Linked DNA regions of Rattus norvegicus: region 2 is linked to region 1. A link is a contact called in public Hi-C data. All regions are on one chromosome and are shown on one strand. Each heading gives the region's core, a stretch centred on a gene start, on an enhancer-like site or on the middle of the called end of the contact. The rest is flanking DNA. Distances are from core to core; before and after follow the strand shown.

What was found. Hi-C and Micro-C count contacts between places; a contact is called where the count stands out from the background.
Region 2: a Hi-C map of the A7r5 cell line shows a contact between it and region 1, with 5 times the contacts expected there. The contact joins the promoter of Grem2 here to the enhancer-like site in region 1. A contact is called at or near these places in 6 of 12 Hi-C or Micro-C datasets (the A7r5 cell line, the Rat2 cell line, frontal cortex and 2 more).

The regions. Positions count from the first base shown.
Region 1 is chr13:89,071,407-89,077,849 of GRCr8, forward strand. All of the region lies in intron 4 of Fmn2 (formin 2), which reads left to right. Among named protein-coding and RNA genes, the nearest start is that of Fmn2, 88 kb to the left of the region's middle. Within about 2 kb of position 4,010, at least 3 of the 93 cell types and tissues checked have an H3K27ac peak or open chromatin away from gene starts, as enhancers often do.
Region 2 is chr13:89,398,510-89,405,345 of GRCr8, forward strand. It overlaps Grem2 (gremlin 2, DAN family BMP antagonist), which reads right to left and starts at 5,347. Exons shown (of 2, transcript NM_001105974.1): 1 at 5,103-5,347.

The DNA of each region.
Region 1 (6,443 bases), core at 2,760-5,259:
ATGTATTTATTCTTAGACCTATGTAGTCCTTACAGCAGTATTTTAAAATACCTACCGTGTTTTCCTTCTTACTGATGAAATGATATTTGGAGGCATTAAAAGCAACTCCCCTAAAGCTACAAGACCCCTATGATGGGTCTGCATTTCTGTGGATCATTCTCAGGTAATTAGTTTGTACCATCTCACTGCAAAAACACTGGATGAATGAGAGGAGAAGGTCATTGTAAAAGTTATTTCATTATTTTTAAACTATACCTTTTTAAGTGAGCCAGATGTCTATAATAGAGAAAGAGAAGTCTATTATTTCAATTTTGTCTCTAACTTTGGAAGTTTTACTCTAGCTTTGATGTGTTAAATTGTATTTATTAATTTTAATCTGGGAACTTAACATGTTTGTGGATGAAACCCTTTGCAGTTTGCACCTTGGCCACTAGAGGGCAGCTCTGCACCTCTGTAAATTAACAGGACAGCAGGAAAGGGCCACTTCTGGCCAGTTGTGTGTGGGTGACGATCAGAAATGTTTTGCTAGCCCATCCTGTGCTGCTACATTATTCTGCAACTAGAAGATGGAATATTCTGGACTGTTTAGCCAGGGTTCTGTTGCCTTCCTCATGTGTGTTTAGGTGCCTGTCCTCTCCACTGAAACTATACAGAATTTGTTGAAAGAATTTTGAGTGATACTTTGTCCTATAGTTAACAATTCTAAGCATCCCACATCCCTAGAAACAGCACGCCACCACTGAAGCTCTTCTGCAGTGTGAGGATATACATGCCAGTGCTTAAGGAAGAAGGCAATTTTAAAATAGAACATTTCACCTTTAAGAAATACAGTGTGGTACTTAAGCTACAATGTAAAGGTGAAACCCCTTTACACCCTATAGCACAGAAACAGGCGTCAGTCATTCTCTCTAAAAACACTTGCCTTGACTTACAGATTGGTTACCTGGCATGTTTCTCACGCAGTTGGGTTTTAAAAGATTTATTTCTACGTGTGTGTGTGTGTGTGTGTGTGTGTGTGTGTGCACGCGCGCACATAGCTGTGCACACCCATAAGTGTGCAGGCATTGACAGAGACCAGAAGAGGTCATTAGATTTCCTGGAGTCAGAGTTACAGTCACTTGTGTGCTGCCTGAGGTTGGTACTGGGAACTGAACTCCCGACCTCTGAAGGAACAGCATGTTGTTTTAGCCACTGAACCCTGCCTTCCCAATTTTACCTATTGGTTATTTTTGCTTTTGAATTCTAAACAGAATTTTTATTTTGCAACGTTTTCCTAAACATCTTAACTGCTTTCCAATGTAAATATGCAATTTGAATAAAATTATAATTTTTGAGAACTTGGTAAGGTTGAAAATGTCAGCCAATTAATAATTGGGTTCCCACCAGTTAATATTTGTTAAGTATGACTTCAGAAGGTTTGTATTTAGAACCAGTACCAGTGATGAATGAATGACCACCATATAATCATGGTAAGAAAAATGGGTCTAAAGGCGAGGAGAACTAATTCAGAAAGCACGGGATGGTTATCCTTCAGGCCCAACTGAGTTTACAATCATTTTAGGTGCTCAATAAACATGTTAGCAGTTAAATCGTGGGTCTCAGGAGGTGCAGGTAGTTAAGAAGAACAGAAACACAGATCCTCCTTGGCAGAGATGCAGACACAAAGCTGGAGCCCTTGAGAGAGTATTTACCACACCATGTACCAGGGAAGATACAACCTTTCTGGAAAGATCATTTTTGTTTTATGGACACTCCAAGGGGATCAGTGTAGGTATTTTAGCATCAGAAAAAGGAGGAGATACTCATCAGGTTTTCCTTGTTTTGAGACAGAGTCTGACTGGGTACCACTGTCTAGCCTGCAACTCACTATGTAGATCAGGCTGGCCTCAAACCCATAGATAGCCATTTACGGCTGCCTCCCAAATGATTAAAGGTGTATGCTCCCCGGTCTGGTTCTTGGGCATTGGATTTGAAAGCTGAGAAGCAGTGTTTAGGGTGTGGAGAAGGAAATGGATGAGGGCTTAGAGCTGCACTGGAGGTAACAGCTTTGCTCTGTTGAGAATTAGTGTAAAATCAGTGCGTGTTGTGCAACATCTATATGGGAGAAAGGAAACAAAGGCGAGGAAGTTATTCGGCTGGAATAGCAACGAAGGAGAATGCCTTGCTTATGAAAGGATGCCTTCCCCATGGTTAAGCATCTCCGATCTGCTGTGTACTAAGACACTTAGAGGAGACAGGGTAAAAGCATAAAGACTTTTAGAAGGCAATATGACCCCTTCACATAGACATGTCAATTGGTGTTGTCTTTGCTAGGGTCTTGTTTAGGCTGCTATGTTGGTGAGACTACGGGAGTGTAGCTTTGCTGATATTTCTAAGAGATGAATTCTCAAAGCGAATTTCTAGTTTCTCTAGCTTTCGTATCTTTCCGCCCCCTCTTCTGCTAAGGTCGTCAAGCATTAGGTGCAGGAGTTGTGTTATAGACGTGTCGGTGGGTGCTGAGCACCCCAAGTCACCTGTTCCCCACATTTTATTGGTTGTGGTTTCCTATAATGATCTCCATCTGCTGGGAGATGTCTCCTGAATGAGAGGTGAGACCTATACTTATCTGTGAGTGTAAAAGGACAAATATTTAGAATGTAGTTAGGAATGATGCTGGCTTACTAAAATGGGAGTTGCATTTCGATTTTAAACAATAAGAATAGTATAGATTTTAAAAGAACAACAACGGAAAAAGAAGTAGTCATTTCAGTTATAGGACTGTATCTTTTCCAGATATCTACAAACCAACTTAGAAGACACGGTGTGACTGCCAAGGTATTTAATGTATATGGTAGAGTACTGGAGTAATTAAAGAAATGTAAAGTTGTAGAGAGACTGTAAATTTAGAAGAATAGTGTCTTAGGAAGGTAATTTCATAATTGATTCGATTTGCATAAGTGTAGGAAGAGAAGAGCATTGCAGATGGAGAGAACTAGTAGAGACTCAGAACTGGAAGTGAACTTGGCATTAGGGTGACTATTGTCCAGTTGACTTGACAGGCAGCTTAACTTACTCCTCCTATGGAGACTTGACCTCTACTGGTGGCCACTGGCCCAGGGTATGCAACTGGGCAATGATTGAGCCCAGACCCCATTGTTATCTGGATTATAGCTGCAGTCTCCTTATGGGTCCCCTTACTTCCCATCTTGACCTCTTCTAATCTCTTCCTGCACGATGCCCCAGAGTTATCTTTCTGAAAACACAAACTTGTTTACCCCTGATATCTGCTCAGATTTACTCAAGGACTGTTCACTCTGTCTCTAAAAGGTTTCAGGCCTGTGAGTTTGACATTCAGAGTCTCCCTCCTGCCATTGCCCTCTTGGCCTTATCTCTCACTGTCTTTCCTCCAGATTCAGCTTGGTCTAGGGAAAAATAAGTCATTGCCTCAAGACTCTACTACCCTTCATATCTTCCCTTGCCTGTCTCTCGTGGACCCTCAGATGCCCTTTTATAAAATGGACATGCTTGCCCTTACTCCATTTAAATTGTTCCATTTTGACTGCTCCTTACTCACTGTGTGAAAAACCTCATGCTCCAGAGCCCTTCGGAGTCCTCGCACTGTAACTACTGTGCCTAGGCCTTCTGTCTGGAACCATTGGACTTATGTACAGGGATTGAGCCCCATACAGAAGATACTGTCTATACTTTCTTTTGTCTCCTCAGTATCTAACACGGAGTCTGGCAGATTGATGGAGCCCAGAGAACTGTTTGAATGGATCAATATATGTTGACCATGCTGATGAGATGGACCAAAGAGCACGTCTTTGAGCAGTTGTAGAAAATTTACTCACAGAGGATGTGGGCTGTGGGGCTATAGTCTTGAGCACAAATGCCAGTTTTTCTAGAATTAGCTGGAGAACAGTCAGAGGGAAGCAGAAGCAGACCCTGATGAGGATGTTAGGGACAGATTTTAGTCAGTGGCTATGACTACAATAGGGGGAAATTCCACTGTGAACCAAAGTCAACTTTGGATTGCACAGAGACGAATGAGTTTTTTTTAAGGAATGAAGGAGGAGCAAGGAGGAGGGGATGAGAAGAGGCTTGTGGGAGTCCAGGAATGAACACAACAAGGGTTCTTCACTACACTCAAGTTTAGGTTTGTCCTGTCTGCTAGCTGGCAAGGACAGAAGCTGGGACTCCATCCCTGTCTTAGAATTGAAAAGATGGTGCCTTATCTTTAGCTAGCTGCTCCTGAACCAGACAAAAGATTTTGTCAATCTTGGATCTTCTCTCCCAGTCACACTAAGGGAGAATATAGTGGCAGTCTAAGGATGTGGCCTTGAGAAACCTTAGTGTGTAGTCAAATATTTGTAAAACAAGACTGAAGCCTCAGAGGGACCTGGTTCCAGTTTGGACCAGAGACAATCTTTGTTCGACCTTGTCTTACTTTGTTTCCTGATGCTTTAGAAAACTGAAGGTCATGAAATAGGTATTTTGAGGAAGCCAGGTGTTTATTTAGTTCGCCGGGGTGGAGGCTAGAATGCACAAGGGTGTAGCACTTCCATGTCTCCATGTCCTTCTCAGAATACGAAAGCAGGGAGCTGCTGAGGGAAACTGAAACTACCAGCCTAGATTTCTCTTTCATAAAGATTCTAATGCACTGCACTCTAGTGACAACAGCCTGTATTACTTAACCTCCAAAGTATCACCTCCAAGTGTCATCCATAACTTGGAGTATTTTTAAAATTGCCCCGGGGATAACATTTTCCACACACGACTTGTGTGGGTACATATTGTAACCATAACAGACTTAGTGGAACTGCTAATTCAATGTTATCTATTGAAATGAGTATAGCAGGTGTGACTTTCCTCATGGGAAAGTATCTTATTCAATGACTTAGTTTCCTCACCTATAAAATGGGTTTATAGGTCGTTCCTGCCTGAAGGGTTCTAAGGGATTTAAATGCGAGTAGTCAACACTCAGATTGCTAATTGACATCGCAGCAGAGTGATAGTCTCTATTAGTCAATATTGAGGATCAAGCTCGGAGCCTTTTGTACATGCTAAGCCAATGCTGTACCATTGAGCTCCTCATTATCCATGGATTCTGTATTTGTGAACTCACCTACTGGCTAAAGTTGATTGCAGTGTTTACAATTCTGTGGTGTGTTTGCAGGCATTTGCAAACCTGTCCAATGCGGTTAAAAATCTTGTTCTGTGAAGTTCGTACTTTCTTAGGTAAATTTGAGCAAAGAGAAACCTGTAAACAGGTATCTTTTGTGTGGTTTATTAAATGGCCTGCCTTGCATGTTTCTGTGGTATTTCCTTGGTGCTTTCACTGCTTAACATGGCTTTACACTTAGTGTTAAAATGCTGCTGGCATTCCTAAGTGTCAGAAGACCTTGATGGACCTGGTAAAAAGACTACGTGTTAGTCCATCTTTGTTCTAACAAAAGTTAGAGAGTCCTGGGCCAGTGTTAGTATTCAGTGTTAGTGAATCAAAAACAGGTCTTAAATGAAACATCGTTCTTCTGGGACACATGTTTCAAAAAAAGAAAAAGGTACCCATGGATCATGTGACCAGATGTGACCCAAGGCTTGCAGAAATCTGGAATCTAATCTTGTATTTGCACTGCACCTAAGGAACAGTGAGTAGTTCAGCACTGAATAACTGGGGATTTTCAAAGACTTTGCTTAGGATGTGTTTGAAGAACTCAGGTTGGGTATATCTTATTTAATCCTACTACTATCCACTCTGCAGTAGGCCAGATGGGTGATGGGGTGTTAGTCACAGTTTAAAGGAGGATAGGCTTATGTCAGCTTGTGGTTTCAGGCTTTAGTCCATGGTCTCTTGGCTGTGTTGCTTCTAGGCCCAGGCTTGGTGAAACAGAACACAGGGCAACAGTGTACTGTGGAGCAAAGTGGCTCAACTCCAGGTGGACAGGTGACAAAAGCCTCCCAAACCACCTAGGCCTGGGCCCAAGATTGCCTCCAGAAACATGCAGCAGGTGATACACTCTCTCCAGCCAGATGCAGTGTCCTGGTTAGGAGGTCATGCATGGATTAATCCTTTGATGAACTTGGCACCCTCATAATCCATGCCCTCCTCAATAGCCCTATGAATTGGAGACCACACAACCAACAGGTGACCGTTTCAGGAGGAGGAGGGCGATTCATATCTTAACTATGACATAGGCTATGTTCATCATACAGATCATTAAAGACCTTATGAGCCTTGTGAGAAATTAACATGTTCTCAGCGAGCGGAGGTCAAAGTTTCTGACAAGGAAGTAGACTGCCTGGTGAAGGAGGCTGGGATGGACAGTAAAAGACACAGCAGAGCCAGTTAGGCATGCAGTCCTGAGATGCTGTGAGTCTCAGCTGAGGGATTAAATGATGCAGAAGAAATGATAACCAAGGAAGGGGTGTGGGCATGGTTACTGTGCCAGGTGCAGATTAATCTG
Region 2 (6,836 bases), core at 4,097-6,596, 330 kb after region 1:
ACTGTGGTTTATTTGACTATCTGAAAGGAGTTGGTGTGGGGGTTGTTGAGCCACAGGGAACTGGAAGCAGCAGACGAGCTCTGGGTCTTAGACCAGAGGTTATAAATTATTCCCCAGTGTCTGGGCTTAGTCCTTTCTCTCTCCCTTGCTATTCCCCACTCTTGCAGCAATGTACTTGGTTCCATGAGGACCCTGAATAACTGTAACCTGCCACAGAGCTTCAGCACGAAGGCATTGCACGGTTCCAGAGAGGGAGTAGGACTACGTCAGAAACCAATGCAACTAAAAACGGGGGAGAAGAGAGACACACAATGACCTCACTCTTCTTCCAGACATGAAAGAATTTCAATCTTGTCCTTGAAACCCCTTTTCTTTCATTCAGGGGCAACCTACCTCTAGCGGAGTACAGTGGCCCTAGAGAAAAGAAGATATGAGTGCTTTCAAGGTCTCATTCATGCCCACATGGGCAACTCCCTGAGCCTCTTGTATTCCACCCTATGAGCTTGGAGCCATGATTTCTTGACAAAAAATACCTTGCCCTTTTTTTTCTCTGAGGCATCTAACCTTAACCCATGCCTTCTCACTCACAGAGAAGCACAGCTTTCCCAGAATGAGACTTCTCTGTGATTGCCAGTGTGGGCTCTAAAACCCAATTCTGCAGTTTCTTCTCAGCCCTCACATACAGTAGTGAGCTGTACGGCAGATGAACTAAAGACAGCAAGGAGAGAGACTCCCCGAGGCTAACATCTCTAAACTGCTAAATGACACCAAATGAAGCCACTTAGGTGTCAGCACTGCCCGTCACACCCTATAAGAGTGGTGAACTCTTTATGAACTTTTAGAACTTGTACCTTCAGAGTCATCTCCGAAGATCGAAACAGCATGAGAAAGGACTAAGTTTGAGGACTGGGGACTGGTGTAAGATTTGTCACCTCTGGTCTAAGACCCGGAGCCTCCACTACAACTTACAGTTCTAACTCAAATCGCTGGGCTTTAGAAGATAATTAGGAAAGGCTAGGTGTTTAACTATCCCAGGGCTTGAAGGTGGATACTTGATTCTTGTTCTTGTTAGCACGTCTTAGATTCTGCCCAGCACTGAAGCAGCATATTCCACATCTCCAGTTTTAAAAGCCCAGTTTCCAAAAGGATCACTGACTGCAGCGGCCTCAAGCTTACACTTGAGATACACAGAGATGATTGGTTTGGCTGACAAGGCAGCAACGAACAAATGAACAAATTAAAAATAAAATGATTGGGGTTGAGGGTTTAGCTCAGTGGTAGAGCGCTTGCCTAGGAAGCGCAAGGCCCTGGGTTCAGTCCCCAGCTCCGAAAAAAAGAAAAGAAAAAATAAATAAATAAATAAAACGATTATTCTTTGTAAAGCCTCAGGGAACTCCCACCTTCCTTTTTCTCTCTTCCCTGTATTCAGTCTCCCACTCTTTCATCTCCTAATAGTATAAAGACTGCTTGATTAGAGTCAATAAGTGCAGTTAGTGAAAAGAAGCAGCAGCTGAGCTTCCCATTAAATAGTTGGTTATTTTCCTTATGTCCGGCAACTCCAACTCTGAAGCAAAACCAGCAGAAAGAAAGAAAGAAAGAAAGAAAGAAAGAAAGAAAGAAAGAAAGAAAGAAAGAAAGGAAGAAAGAAAGAGACTAAGAAACTAAGAAACAAAGAAAGAAACAAAGAAAGAGAAAGAAAAAAGAAAGGAAGGAAGGAAGAGACAAAGAAAAAGAAAAAAGAAAGGGAGGAAAAAAGAAAAAGGGAAGAAAAGAAAAAGAAAAGAAAAGGAAAGTAAAGAAAAGATCCCTCTGGGTGACATATCTCTTCATAAGACCCTACACTGTGTTTTCCAGAAGGACGGGGGTACATAAGCCTGAACAGGCATTTTGTAGCCATTGGGAAATTGGTACAAGCACATGCAGAAGAGGCATCGTATTTTTCAGAGTTTGCATGCTGCCCTCTTCTGGCTTGTATGGCCAGACTTGTCAGCACCCCAAGAAGTCTTTCTTTCCACCCCACACCTGTGTATAGCACACCTGGGAACGCAGAAAAAGTGTTGGAAATACTCAGGACATCGCATCAAATCTATAGCCTTGAAGCGAACCACAGGAAATAGACTCATCTTTCCCTCTGACTCCTGGATTCCCACTTGAGGTTGTCCAACTGTCACAGAGTCTCACTTCACATTCTTGTTGTGTGAAACATCTCATTCCCCACCCTCTTAACTCCCACAAGGTCCTGGGACTCATCTTTACCAATTAGTGCTCCACCAAGGGCTGGGACTGTCAGTGTGCCGGAGAGGCAAGGGGATTTTCCTCCTCGAAGGGATGGCAGTGACAAATAGAGCAAATTGGTAGGTTAGTGTTGCAATGAGTGCTCTAAGCCTGCCATGTGATCAGGTTTGGTTTGATACATTATTAAGTCCATGTGTACAGTTCTTAGAGACAAGAGAGTTATGTGATAGGAGGAGAAGCAGGTAACTGGAGAAGCAGATGCCCCCATAGATCAAATTTATAATTACATGTCTTCCCCTTCTATGCAATTCGTCTTACATGCTGGTCCTTTGTGGGACTAGTCAGAAGCCCAATATGGGGCACATTTTCTTGGATTTGAATAATTCACTGCTGCTCTAACTGCTTGAAAGAGTCTAACACCGAGCTCTTGCCTGCCACCTGGCACATCTGCCGCATGCCAGGGGAGCATGAACCTGGCTGTCCCAGCCTGAAGCATGCCTGGAAGACTGCAGTCTATCATGCTTTACCCTTGAAGCAGGCAAGCCAGTCATCTCATATCAATAGAACCCAGGACCCAACTCAGAATTCAGCACAGTGCTCTTGAATCAAACGAGAGCAAAGTTGGAGGTGTGGTAAGATATTTGAAGGCGTGTGATTTGTTTAAATTATACCAATAAGTAGTTGGGGGGGGGAATCTAGATCTCTTACTGGTTATTGTAAGATGTAAAGAGAATGAACCTTGGAGTGCCTCTCTCCATGAAAATGATAGCACAAAACAATGAACGATCAAAATACCCTGCGTATGTGTATGTCCACACCTCCTATCCAGATATACACATGTATCTGAGAAGCCACAAATATCTCAGCCTGGGCAAAATGAACGTACCCAGGCTCTCACTTAGTCAATGCAACACTCCCAGCATGCCTTTGGGGTTGAGTGGCAAGGAGAAATGAGTTATAGGAGACTGACAGATGCTCATAACAAAACTATCCAGGCTTGCAGGGTGGCTGGGCGGCACCAGTCTGACGGCCTGCATTTGCTCTAAAGATCCCACTGTGGAAGGAGAGACGTGGCTCCCTAAAGTTTTCCTATTACCTCCTTATATACACCACACACACACACACACACACAGAGAGAGAGAGAGAGAGAGAGAGAGAGAGGCTAACAGTAATTAATAATAATAATAATAATAATAATAATAATAAGCTGTTACAACTACAAATAGACTTAAGTTGGGTCAATGGCATGCAATGACTAGTGAACATTTTGCAATCAGTTTTTCTGGTGTATGCCTAAGGATAAGGCATATTCCTCTACAGTACTAACATGTTCTTCCTTAAACACAGCATTTACTCAGTACATCTATTGCTTGTCAGGACTTTTTAAAAAATGTCCCGTGTGACCACTCACTTTAGTCAAAGGGCAAAAATGTGACATTTTCCTAACTCCATAGTAGAACGACGCATGCATTCTTCCGAGTGACGAAAGAACACGGTCATCTGATCAAAAGAAAATGGGTCAACTTAAACTCTCCATGGCGATATGCAAAGTGAATAGCTTTCTTATAACTTCCTTATCTTGCTTGGCCAGGCACAAGATCTGGGATAAGGGCAGTGCTGAAACTCGGGTACTGCAGAGGCATGAGCCAGCTCTGAACTGTCAATGAATGGGTCACTACCAGCAAATACCAGGAGCTGACTGGGTAGAGCGTTATTCAGATTCTGTATGTCATTACCCACGTGACATCCTGAAGAGATTTCTATATTCACATTCCAGGAAAAGCACGTCTTACAGAGGATGGGGCCTGTGAATATCAGCCCTGAGGACTGTCCAAAACAGGACTAGTCCTTTATCACAGTTACTCAGCCCCTTTGGCTTTTCCGGGAAGATGGAACTGATTAAGCAATGTTAATTTAATCATAAGTAATCAACAGGGGGAAAAATTACATAACCAACTTCAAAATTGTGAATCAAACAAACATGGTGAAATCCCAGGAAAATAGCTATTTTGTCGCGTTCTCCCCACCCCCACCTTTCGCCTCAAAAATAAACACGCAGAAACCTATACCTTTGACCATTAAACAAAACTACAAACTGACATTGCCTGAAAATGTTTATATTTTGTACAAAGTTTTTCAGTTCATAGTTTTAACCATGTAGCCCAGGCTGGCCTGGAACTCACAATTTTCCTGCCTTAGCCTCTTGAGTGCTGGGATCAATTCGTATGCTTTTAACCTAATTTGAGAGAGTTTGGAATCATCCTAACAGGAGTTCTGAAAGATAAATGTATTTTTAATTTATCAATGAAGGTAAGAATATGACAACCGTGTTTTTTAAATTGCTGCCTCGCTTCTTTCCTTTTTTTCTCCTTCAGACACAACCTAAATCCATAGTAATATTTCAGCCATGATATCCACTTTGGCTACATGCTTAGAAAATCAAGACCATGCCCAAGTCTTCTCTGGCTTCCCGACCCTACAGGGAACACATTAACGTATTAGGTAGGCTGACTATATTCAAAGCCTGCTTTCTAAACAATTGCATGATGGGTCATCATTATAATGCAGGTCACCAAAGGGTACTCTTGTGATAGTGTGCAGATACTGGTGTTATTTTATTTAATTAACGATCGCGGTGAAGTTTAAAGATCTGGGCTTTCCACCTCTGCAGAATCCAATAGGTGAATCCACCTGATGGCCCCAGCGACGCGGAAAGCAGTAACTACCCGGGAGAACTCAGGAGGGCATTCACTCCGCGCTTCTCTGCGAACCAGCCCAGCGGACAGACGTGAATCCACCCTGGGTGCCTTGGAAAGGCAGAAGACAGAAACCTGTGCACCTCAGATAGGTCGTGACAAGCCGCATACCTGCAATGACGAGATGGAAGCCTCCTTCTCGGTTCCCTGGTGTGTCTCCCTGTCCCTCTCCTCTGTGTGAATGACACAATCCACAGCGGGGTGTGCGCCGGATCTTCCCGGGCAGCTGCAGCTTGGTTCTGCAGGAGGCCGGGGAAACAGCGAGGTTGTGCAGAGCGAAGGGAGCCTAGGAGAGCGCAGAGGGCGGAGCGCGTCCTGGCCGCGCCTGCAGATGTGGAGGGAGCTGGAGACAGCACTGAGTGCTCTAAGCGCTGCACGGGGATATTATCACAGGCTGGGGTTTCTATTGGCTCAGAACACCAAACAAATCACACCAGTCACCCCCTCCCTCTTAGGCTCCACTCAGCCCTGTGCTTCTAACCCGCAAACACTGCACACACACGCGCGCGCACGCACACACACAGACACATGCGCGCGCGCGCGTACACACACACACACACACACACACACACATACACACACACACACACACACACACACACACGCACTACACTACAGTCACTCTCTGTATTTCTCCCATCCTCCCTACAGACTGTGGATTTACAACCTTGTGGGCAGTCTTAACATTTTGTTTAGCTGACTTCCAATCCAAACCTTGTCATGTAGAGAAATCCAACATCCCCTTTATCCGCAATCCCCGTTCATGCCTTCAGATCATTCTCTTTAGGATGGACTCAAAATGTCAAGACTATAGAAACACACACACACACACAAGCACACATGTGTGTGCACGTGCACATAAAGCCAGGTTCCTTTTGTTTTGAATAACTGGAGTGGGTGAAATTAAAAACAAACTGATCTCATAGCAAAAGATGTTTAACTATTAAAGTCTTGAATGAATTCAGTGCAAAGAATCCAATGTTTAGATTTATTCTCTTTTCCACATAGGGGTTATTATTATCCCTATATTTCCCTAGATTTTGAACACAAAGATTTCTAATAGGAATCCGACTATTCAGCGCCCAGAGAACATAGACCAATGCTTGCACACTTGGCCTGAAGGTGATAGGCTGTGATGTTCACAGGATGCTGGCTTTTTCTCTGAGAGATTTTTGGTCTCCACTGACCTCTTCAGCACTGAACCTCCATGTGTCTGTATTGACAAAGGCACCTGAGTGTAAAATCATCATCTGAATACATGCTCGGAGATAAACCTTTGACTGGGTCAATGAAAAAAAAGGCCTAAGAAAAATCTGAGACCTTCGTTACCAAGCTCGGAAATTTCAAGGAAAATAAGATTTCACCTTACTTTTGAAACAGCCTACTATGGTTTTCATCCCCAACAGGTTTTATTGGTGCTCATGGAAAGATGAAGGACTGTTTTCTTGGCAGAAGCCATTGCTTCTGAAACCACAGAACTCCATTCTGATTTTTTGAATTGACAGTTTCTTTCCCAGAACTAGCCTATTTTTGTTTGCCTTATTAAAACCTGACAGTCTGGCTTCAGCCAACTTTGAACACCTGGGTTCAAAATCATAGAAAATAATGCATTTTAGAAACTTGCTGTCAACAAATATCTTACCTGCTTTCTTTTCACATTTAGACCCATTCCAAGCGTTCAGAACTGTAAAGCTGTTACTCAGAATGGGCCAACCTAGAGTCAGCCAAGACTTCCCGGATTCCCCAGGGGAAGAAAGAGAACAACAAAGCAGTTTGCTGAAGGTAGCACCCAGCATAGCTGGAAAATGGGACGAAGGCCTGTCTTCTGTCTTCTCGGGCTTATCT